Regions from separate parts of the Mus musculus genome. Here regions 2 and 3 are each linked to region 1. A link is a contact called in public HiCAR-type data. All regions are on one chromosome and are shown on one strand. Each heading gives the region's core, a stretch centred on a gene start, on an enhancer-like site or on the middle of the called end of the contact. The rest is flanking DNA. Distances are from core to core; before and after follow the strand shown.

What was found. HiCAR-type assays count read pairs that join an accessible place to other places.
Region 2: a HiCAR-type map of astrocytes shows a contact between it and region 1, with 6 times the contacts expected there. The contact joins two enhancer-like sites. A contact is called at or near these places in 2 of 15 datasets of contacts at CTCF or cohesin (the NIH/3T3 cell line and embryonic stem cells), 4 of 484 Hi-C or Micro-C datasets (the N1E-115 cell line, cortical neurons and palatal mesenchyme) and 4 of 115 datasets of contacts at active chromatin or transcription factors (astrocytes, embryonic basal ganglia, embryonic midbrain and 1 more).
Region 3: a HiCAR-type map of astrocytes shows a contact between it and region 1, with 4 times the contacts expected there. The contact joins two enhancer-like sites. A contact is called at or near these places in 1 of 484 Hi-C or Micro-C datasets (embryonic stem cells), 3 of 115 datasets of contacts at active chromatin or transcription factors (astrocytes, embryonic basal ganglia and embryonic midbrain) and 1 of 9 other capture datasets (embryonic stem cells).

What each region holds. Positions count from the first base shown.
Region 1 is chr9:43,969,354-43,972,534 of GRCm38.p6, forward strand. It overlaps Gm30373 (a long non-coding RNA gene), which reads right to left. Exons shown (of 2, transcript XR_003948148.1): 1 at 647-3,181. Among named protein-coding and RNA genes, the nearest start is that of Gm30373, 3.2 kb to the right of the region's middle. Within about 2 kb of position 1,483, at least 19 of the 459 cell types and tissues checked have an H3K27ac peak or open chromatin away from gene starts, as enhancers often do.
Region 2 is chr9:43,283,060-43,286,240 of GRCm38.p6, forward strand. No RefSeq gene overlaps it. Among named protein-coding and RNA genes, the nearest start is that of D630033O11Rik, 25 kb to the left of the region's middle. Within about 2 kb of position 1,437, at least 41 of the 459 cell types and tissues checked have an H3K27ac peak or open chromatin away from gene starts, as enhancers often do.
Region 3 is chr9:43,419,087-43,422,267 of GRCm38.p6, forward strand. No RefSeq gene overlaps it. Among named protein-coding and RNA genes, the nearest start is that of Gm36799, 63 kb to the left of the region's middle. Within about 2 kb of position 1,440, at least 5 of the 459 cell types and tissues checked have an H3K27ac peak or open chromatin away from gene starts, as enhancers often do.

The sequences.
Region 1 (3,181 bases), core at 233-2,732:
AGTGGCACCTGGGACTGCCCACCCCACTGATTCAACCCATCTAGAGCACCATGTTTTACAACTTTGTGGAGCACCAGCTGAAAGCTAGGGACACCACAACCCCAGTAAAATCCCATTCTTTCCCTCACATGCATCCGTACCCCAATACTTAGATAGCCACTCACTCAGATATACCACACTTGATTTTGCATATTGTAATTTGTTCCCTTCCAGAAGGTCCCTGTGGGCAGCTCTGAGCCCCAGCAAATGTAAAAGTTCAGCCCCTAGAGTTCTGAGCACCCACGGGCAAGGCTGAGGGTCTAGGAGCTAATGAGATGAGATCGATGGTCCAGGTGCTCCTGGGTCAGTCCATGCTCGCATCTCATTCTTCCCACTTAGGCACAGGAGTCAGGGAAATTAGTAAGATTTCTGGCCTAAAGGGTCTCTTACATCATGCCAGGACTAGCACTGGGCACTTAAAACAAACAAACAAACAAACAAACAAACATACAAAAAATAAGCCCTCATCTTGAATCCTAGCAACCTGGCAAAGACATGCTTGTGTCAGCCACACCTGGCCCAGAAGTGCTCCAGCATCCCTCAAGACATCGCATCCCATCCCCTGTGCCCTGTAGCCCCATCCCCCACGCCTCTCTAGTTTACTTACGAAGGAAGGTCTCCAGGCGGGGCCCTGCTCTGCCAGGGATTGTGTGGAGAACAGGTCAGGGGCCCAAGAAGGCAGCCTGGCATCTGATGACTCTAGGCTGGCCAGCATACCCAGCCCTCCAGGTCCTAAAGCCAGTGGGAAGCAGAGTGGGGGTGGAGAGAAGCCAGGAGCTGGCAGGGCTAAGCGAGATGAAATATTGATGCCCGTCCTAGTAAAGCGAAGAACGCCGCTTGTCCATGAATAAAAGATAAGCTGGAGGAGCGGGCTGGGCAGCAGATTAATTAATCTGAGTGAGCCTTGCTCTGTGCTGTGGGGGATGGGCACAGTGGAGTAGACAGGCTGTCCCAGTACCCAGGACCCAAGGGACCAGCCAAGGCTCTCTGTTCTAGGCAGACAGCTAGGCAGGGTAGCATCACTGAGCACAGGCAGACAGGGAGAGGGGCAGAACTAGCCAGGTCTCTAGGACCAGAATCTGGCACCCAGGATGGCAGCTTCTGTGGCAGAGGAAGGTCACAGAGGTCAACTGTTTCAGAAAATGGCATTGCCGTTCTGAGCACTATCCTCCAATATCCTCTCCTGCCACCTCAAGCCCTCCCTCGGGAGTCTCTGAGAGCCAAGATGAATGGGGACAGGTGGCAGACTCAGGACTAACGTGCAAAGCTGGCCACCCTGGGCATACCTTTGATGTGGTTCAAGCTTTAGTTCTGCAAAGGGAAAGGGTAAAGCAGGAGCCATGGGGCCCTCCCTGCCCCTCATCCCATGACAGCCTCAGGTCCTTGACTGCCTCTGCTGTAGGACAATATGGAAATGCTGGCCGAGTAGTGCAAGGCACAACATTCCTGGACATGGTGACGGCAGGCTCAGCAGGACACAGAGCTCACAACCTAGTGTGCATCTGTCATCCACTGGCTGTGGCAGCTTTCACAAGCTCTTGGCAGTTTTACATTTCCCAAAGGTGACATTAGGACAGGGTGGTGACAGTCCTCATCATGCCTTCCATCCACAGGATCCCGCTGGATCAGCCCCAGGCTCTGTGTTGTCCTAATGGGCTCCTGGGGTCAATGCCCAAGCTGACAGTACAGCTCCTCCCACCAGCCATCCCCAGTGTGACATGGGGACCCGTTGCTCAGTGTGCCATCCTGTTCACCCCTCTGTCCACACACAAACTGTTCTCTGGGAGAGGATTGGGTCAGATGCCAGGTGGCCACAGCTGATGCCAGCTACAGCCCCACACAAGCGACAGGACACCTCCAGATGGTCTCTTCCCCGACCCACCCCCAAGCTGGTAGCATTGACCATAATCAAGAGCAGCTCCTAGAATTCAGCCCAAGATCATACTTGGGTGCTGCTGGAGATGGGGCCATGCAGCCTGCACCAGCCCAGGCTGGTTCCCTCCAGAACCACAGCCACGACCTCTACCATGTCTACCCTGGCTAGGCTACCAGTACCACGGCTACCCTGTTCCCACACCTCAGCCTCTATGGCCAGCTCACGGCCTTTCCCATCTCTCCCGATCAGCAGGTATTCATCATGAGCAGTCTGCTGACATCTTCTGTACTCTGTCTCCTGTTTGCTATTTAACTTTACTTCCTGTGGGTTTGAGCCCATCTCGTCCATCCATTCATGACTCCGTGAATGCAGGAACAAGGTCACTTTGGTCCCTCCAGTTCTCCCAAAGCTGTGCACAGCCGTGAGCACAAGGCGGAAGCGCTGCATTCATGTCTGCTTAAGTGACTATGAAGGACTGGTAGCCCTCATACCTCCCGTCTCTATAACAAGAGTTAGCCCTTCCAGCAGGTACCCACTCTGTATGTTCCCCGAGACTATCTCACCTTCATTACAACCTTCTGGACAGGCAAGTCTCTCCCAGCAGCCAGATGGCAAAACCCAGGTGCTCACTTAACCAAGGTCATGCAGCTGGCAATCAACAAAGCTGGGAACAAGCCCTAATCTAGGCTTAGAGTTCTATCTGGTACATCAATCTGGTGATTACAAGATGCATAAGGGTCCTTAGGATCCCTCACCTGCTGAGGAGCAGGGATGTCGAAGAAGAAAGGTCTCCAAGGGTTGGCAATGAGCATAGCTAGACTTAACCCGAGGATTCCATCTGCCCCCTCTCCCTGCACCTGTCCCCATCCCAGAAGGAAGGACAGAGATGTGACCGAAGGCTAGGGAGGCTGGCTAGGCTGCTATGGGATTCATAAAGATTCCTTGGGCTCGGCTATCAGAAGCTGCCTGATATCTCACTATCACTGGGATCCCGAGCCTAGTGATAGGCAAGATATTGGTGGCTCTCCACAAACCAGCGGTAATGGTAGATAATCTGAGTCCAATCAGGAAAGAAACAGGCAGAAGCTTGGCCCAAGAGGCACATATACTGTCACATGCCCATCCAAGAGTGTTACCTCTGAACTAAGAATAACAGAGGTGAACTTCTGCAAAAAAAGTATCTGGGAGCCAGGAGTCCAGTATCGTTGTGGTTATCATGCCACCTGCTGGCCATTTAGGGAATAGCATTACAACTGGACGTGGGCA
Region 2 (3,181 bases), core at 187-2,686, 690 kb before region 1:
TGATGGGGTTGGTCAGGTTTCTAGGGAAAGCGTCCTCTATTGTGGCCTTTGCAGAGGCACTGTAGGAAGCACCCCTCTCTCCTCTACATTCACAGTGGCTTCACACAGCCAGCCAGTCTCTCCAGTCAGGTCCTCCACACAGCTCTGGGAGCCAGCCTTCCTGGCCTCCTGCTCCAGTCCTGATCTGTTAGTAGCCAGCCTTCACCTACCCTGGCTCCCGACCTCCTTAACTGCAGAATCCCTGGCTCTTTCTTCTCTGTTAGCACCCTGGAATAGGTCGCACCTGGACTAGGAAGCAGGCAATTCCAAGGTCAAGTGTGGCTTTTTGGGAGAATGGCTGTGCTCATGTGACCTCTGCTGACTTCAGAGTGGCTTTGGAAAAGCTTATCAACCTAGCTTCAGTGTCCGCACCTTGGCAATCAACATTTCTATTGCAATAAAGGACTTCCAGAATGGTTCCTATTTACATAGGCTTGTGGAATCTCTCATTATACCTCTTCTGATGACCATCACAGAGGGGCTTCTAAGAACATGTGAGATACGGGGAACTAGAAGCCAGCAGTCATGATGCCAGACTGAGAGGGGTCCCAGAGCAAGGCCTGAGCCTGTCTCCAAGCTGACAAAGGCTCGCAGAGGACCTAGAGTCTCCTTAGGCTTTTTTCCTTTCTTCTTCCTTTTCCATCATCCCCTCCTCATTTGGACACAAGGTCTCATGTAGTCCAGACTGAGTAGTAAGAGTCTCCATCTCTTACTGCCCTTGTCTCTACCTCCACATTCTGAATTACAGGTCTGCACCTTGGCTTTAAGCTCTTTCTCTCTCTCTTATTTTTGTGAAACAGGGTCTTCCTATGTAGTTATGGCTGGTCTCGAACTCAGCAATCCACCTGCCTTAGCCTCCCATGTACTGGGATTACAGGTCTGAACTATCATACCTAGTTGCTTCTCTTCTCTCTCTTTCCTTTCCTCTTCTCTTGCCATGACCCCTTGCTTCTCTTCATCATTATCATTGTTGTGATTATTATTATTCCCCTCAATGTTTTGGCTCAGGGTCTTGCTCTGCAGCCCCCGCTGATCTGGAACTATGTAACATTGGTTGGCCCCAAACTAATGGCGCGCTTCCACTGTTCGGTAGTGAGCACTTCATCTTGTTCTTTAGGCTTTTTCCCGCGGCTGGATGGGAGCTTTGACACTGGCCAGAGGCTTTCAATAGATCACAAAGATGGTGAGATCGAGAAAGGTCAGAGAGGAAGCCACCTAGGGCTTTAGGCTAGGGGCCTTTATGGGAAGCAAGACTTCTGTTCCAGGCCACCCAGCTGTCCTCAGGCCTTGCTGGAGAAAGAGTCTGACAAAGCAGACGTAGGCTGGAACCAGACCCAGCGCAGGGAGGAGTTGGCTGAGCCTGCCCTGGGAGGCTGGTTGAGCGGTGGTGTGGAGACACCCTGTGGTAAAAATGGGTACTACACTTTGGTTCACTGCAGGGCCTGGGAGCAAAGCCTTGCTGGTGTTAAAGGCAGAGCCCATTCACGCGCCACCAGCCCCTACAGGAGAGGAGCAATGGCCCAAGCTCAGCTACTGCCCACCTTCTAGTTGCACTTTCTAGAAGTCTTCCATTACCCCACAAAGCCTCAGTTTCTTCACCTGTGAAATGGGATGTACCAGCAGGTTGTGCCAGTCAAGGGGACAGATGCTTAGCCCAAGGTCTAGCATGGAACACCAGCCAAAGAAAGGCTGGCCATTGCTAGAAAGGGGACCGCTTTCCCAATGCCACATAGTTAGAAGGGAACTTACTGTGTTTTACTGGAAGCAGAGTTTGGACCCCAAGCCGATAATGGTTCGTAGGATGGAGAGAGTTATATACCATCTCAGGTGAGGCAAGAGAAAGTTGAATGGCCACATCTGTTTGTTTGTTTGTTTTTGGTTTTGTTTTGGCAAGCCTGCTCTGCAAACAGGAGAAGCAGATCTGTGTCACCTGGGATGATTTGGAATGACTGTGACCCTTCTATTCTTAAACAGGAGACAATGAGCTGTAGTGATCTCAGTGGCTTGGGCAACTCGAGTTAGAGCCATGGAGCTAGATGCTACCCCAGTCCTCTATTCCAGACTTAGCTAGGGTGTGACTGTTGTCTTCACTCTTTTGAGTCCCTTTGCCACCTGCCCAGCCCCTATAGGAGTGTCCTAAGGGACCTTGGCCCAGATATCTTCCCTTCCTCTCCCCTATGCACGCTTCTTCAAGGAGGAAATTGTTTGAGAAAAAGTCAGGTGTGGCCTTATGCATCTGTGGCTCTGATCATGTGCCCTAACTGTTTTCAGGGGAGCTGGCTCCACACCAGCCCTTGTTTTCTCCCTTCATCCTGAAGAGGAGCAGCCGGAGCCAAGAATGATCTGGGTAAATCAAGCAGCCACCGGCTGGGTGATTCAGGGCCCTGGGGGTGGGGTGGCCTCCTGCGCTGGGATCCTGCCCAGAAGCAGGGTGGGACCTCTCCTTGTAACATGCTGGAGCTGGCCCAAGGAGTTGGGGCTCCTGAGCCAGTGTCCTGGAGCTCAGGTGCCAATGGTCTCCCTGCCCTACCTGTTCCCACTCCTGGGACCCTTTGCTAGCTGGCCTTGGCAGGGCTTGTCCCTTGTCTGTATACATCTGTGATGGGTAAGGGGGCTGAGATGTGGCCACAGTATGCCAGGCAGCCCATCCTGATGGATCATACCTGGCACTGGCCAACGTGGGCTGCAGGCAGCAACCTGGATCCTGGGGTCTATGCTCCTAAGCATTGTAGAGGTGGGATTTGAACCCAGGTCAGCTGAGTCCGTACTTACTACATTGTACCTGTCAGCTCTTGTGTTTGGCTTTGAATAGAGAGTGAGGCTGTCGGTTAGGTTGAGGGAGAGCCGGGGCAGGGAAAGGCGTTGCAAGTTTGGGTAGTAATAGGGACTTAGGGAAATGGGCGAGGTTGGGAAGAAGGGAACCAGTGTGGTTGGCGATTTTTGTGGAAGACCAGAATTCTTAGCCAGAGGTTAGAGGATATAAGTCCTACCTCCAGAGAGCAGAGCCCGGTGGGGCACATACTACACAGATGACCACGACAGGGTTAGGAATAGACATATGGCCAAGACAGACCTATGCTCGGGCCTATAAGTGGTCCTATCCTTCTTGCCCGCTGAGAGCAGTCCACCACCTTGTTCGGTG
Region 3 (3,181 bases), core at 190-2,689, 550 kb before region 1:
AGTGGGGGAGAGGGCGCTGGATGGGGAGGAAAAAGGAAAGAGAATTAGGCAAAAGACAAGGCAGGGTGTAGAGGAAGTGGGGGGTATTCATCCCCTAAAAGCCTGCCAGTTACAAGGTGGCGAGGAGGAAATTTGACCTGCTGACCTGACAGGTGCTAAGGACTGCATCAGCTACCCTCTCTCTTTGATCCCGTGGTCCTGCTGATGGTGACTTTTGAGTGGACCTGCTGCTACAGAGGTCTCAATTTTAGGTGGCATTAGCATCTTTTGAGGTTGCTTAGATTTACCCAAGCTTGCCAGGACCTTGGGATCTCCCTGTCCATTATGCAAATATCCCTCCAGGTGACTTGGCTGAGGTGGCTTTGAGACCTGGGGTTCAACATCCAGGAAAGTGGCAGAGGGGAAGTGGAGAGGGAATTCGAGGAAACTAGATGTCTTCAAAGCTTTTAAAATCCCAGGACTTCTTTGTGTAACTACCCAGAATCCAAAGGAGTCCCCTGAGGGAATTCAGAACCTCCTACTGATGGATTAAATGAGATAATGCTACCAAGTGTGGAACATTTACACTGAGCTCAGTAAATATGCATCTTCCTTACTCCAGTACACCCTAGCTGAATTCTGCTGCTGCTGCTGCTGCTGCTGCTGCTGCTGCTGCTGCTGCTGCTGCTGCTGCTACTGCTGCTGCTGGTGTGTATGTGTGATCCTCACAGAAATATGGCAGAACACGTTCCAATATCTTCCAAGACAGAACAGGAGGGAATGGTGGAGATTGCAAGAGCCTTTGTGAGGTCTCTGGGCAATTTTTAATTCAAAACCAGTGGCAACATTGGTTTGCCTGTCTGGGGTAGAGGAGACTCTAAGCAGGTGAACCATCCAGTATTCAAAAGATGGGAAAGGTATCAAAGGCTCCAGAATAAAACTGGAGGTCGGGTGAGATAAGAACAGGGAGCGAAAAGGCTTTACGTTTCCCAAGAACTCCGGGAAATCATGATAGGAGTCAGCCTCTGCTCAGAGCATTGTGGACAGGCGTTTCAGTCCCAGCCTGTCTCTGTTCTGAGAGCTGAGCCTACCTCGAGGGGGGTGGGGGAAATCTCCCGGCAGGCATCTGTACTTTTGCGAGCAGCTTAATAGGATTTCAGTGGATCGCAAGTAGGGATCAGGACCGCTGCCTCTGGGGGGAGTTTGGGGTGGGGACACAGAAGGTGGGTTTTCGAGAGAGAGGGAACAGGGAGTCAGGGAAAGGATGGCATTTCTGCCTCACCACAAGGCTCCTGAGCAATGGCTCCAGCCAACCAGAGACAGAAAGCTCTGAACCTGTGGGTCAAATCAGCTTACTTCCTTTGAAGTTGTTCATGTTGGATGTTTTGTTCCTGTCAAAGAGGACCGGAGTCTCATTGTTCTCTCTGAACACCGTATCCATCTTGTTAGATCCACATACCCCATGTCATCCCCACACATTCCCAGGCCCTTGGCCCCGCCCACCTTGTCTTCAATGTCTTCTTCCCTGTCTGTGCTGTTCAAATCTCTCCCTTCTTCCAGCTCCACAGCCTTAACGACACTCTCCTCGAAAACTTCGGCACATGCATTATTAGTTTTTGTTTGTTTGGTTGGTTGGTTTTGGCTTTTTGTTTTTTGGAGGTTTTTTGTTTTTTTTTTTAATTTTAGTCTCAGAGATCCTTTGTGGCAGAGTCTATCCCTGAAACTTCAGCTCAAATTCTCTTAGCCAGGATGAAAGCTGGCAAGACCCTGAAATCCTCCTGTTGCTGCTTACCATGCACAAGACACCTGGCTTGTTATGTGTGTGCTGGGATCTGAACTCTGGGCCTCATAGCTGTGCAACAATCACCCTTTCTGCTGAGCCATCTCTGAGGCCCCTTAGTAGATTTCTGGAGAGAATGTGGGCATGGAGCAGAAACCCATCTATCAAAGGGTTGTAGCAACTCATTTGATCCTCATGCCTATGTTATAGGTAGGGGCTACTCACCCATTTTACAGGTGAGAAAACAGACACAGAAATGGAGGGTTTAATTGCTCCCCCATGTTCACATAGAACCAAGACCTGAACTCTAGCAGCAAAGTTTGATTTTCCTGAAGCCGACTACCCCAGACATCTCAGGCACTGGGATCTGGAGGCTAAAGTTGGGGTTGGGCTTTTCTTGGGGTTCTGTCTCTCTTCTCCTCCTTCTCCTTCTCCTTCTCCTTCTCCTTCTCCTTCTCCTTCTCCTTCTCCTTCTCCTTCTCCTTCTCCTTCTCCTTCTCCTTCTCCTCCTCCTCCTCCTCCTTCTCCTCCTCCTCCTCCTCCTCCTCCTCCTCCTCCTCCTCCTCCTCCTCCTCCTCCTCCTCCTCCTTCTTCTTCTTCTTCTTCTTCTTCTTCTTCTTCTTCTTCCTCTTTTTTTTTTCAAGACAGGGTTTCTCTGTGTAGCCCTGGCTGTCCTGGAACTCACTCTGTAGACCAGGCTGGCCTTGAACTCAGAAATCCACCTGCCTCTGCCTCCCAAGTGCTGGGATTAAAAGTGTGCACGACCACCGCCCGGCTCTGTCTCTCTTCTTATCCCATCTTTTTTAGTATAGTCCTTATCACATGTATTTGAGCTTGTCCCCTGTGTAATTGATCTATCACTCACACTGGAATCAGTTGGGCATTAACATCAAATATTTATTTAAAATTTTCCTCTCATGTCACCATTTTCAACTGTCGGCTGTTGAAATCCTATGCTTTTCTGTCTCTTTGACAACATGTTGAGTGGATTTGATAACTTCTTCTCAGTTAATAAATAAATCAAGTTTCAGATTCTAGAATCACAAGGGATTGTAGCTCATCTTTTTGCAGGCTGAACAGCCTAGGCCCTGGGGTCTAGCCTTTAAGAACAAAGAGTTAGGGATCAGCTTTCCAAAAGAGTTCCAGGCCAGCTCCGTGCTCTCTAACCCTATCAGCTCCTGTTCCCTCTTCCTTAAGGACTGGATCTTTCACATTACAGGTTGCCTTTGGGGACTGGTTATCGCAGTAGTGACTACCTAGATGCAAGGAAATGCCCACTTCTAATCTTCTGTCTCCTTGCAGACAGACTCAGCCAGTGTGCTGTCTAAACACATATTCTGGCCAGAGGAGGTTCCCAATTTCCTTCTTGTAGTTCTGTCCATCTCTAAATGCATCTCTGAGGGCTGCAGTGCCATACCCCCC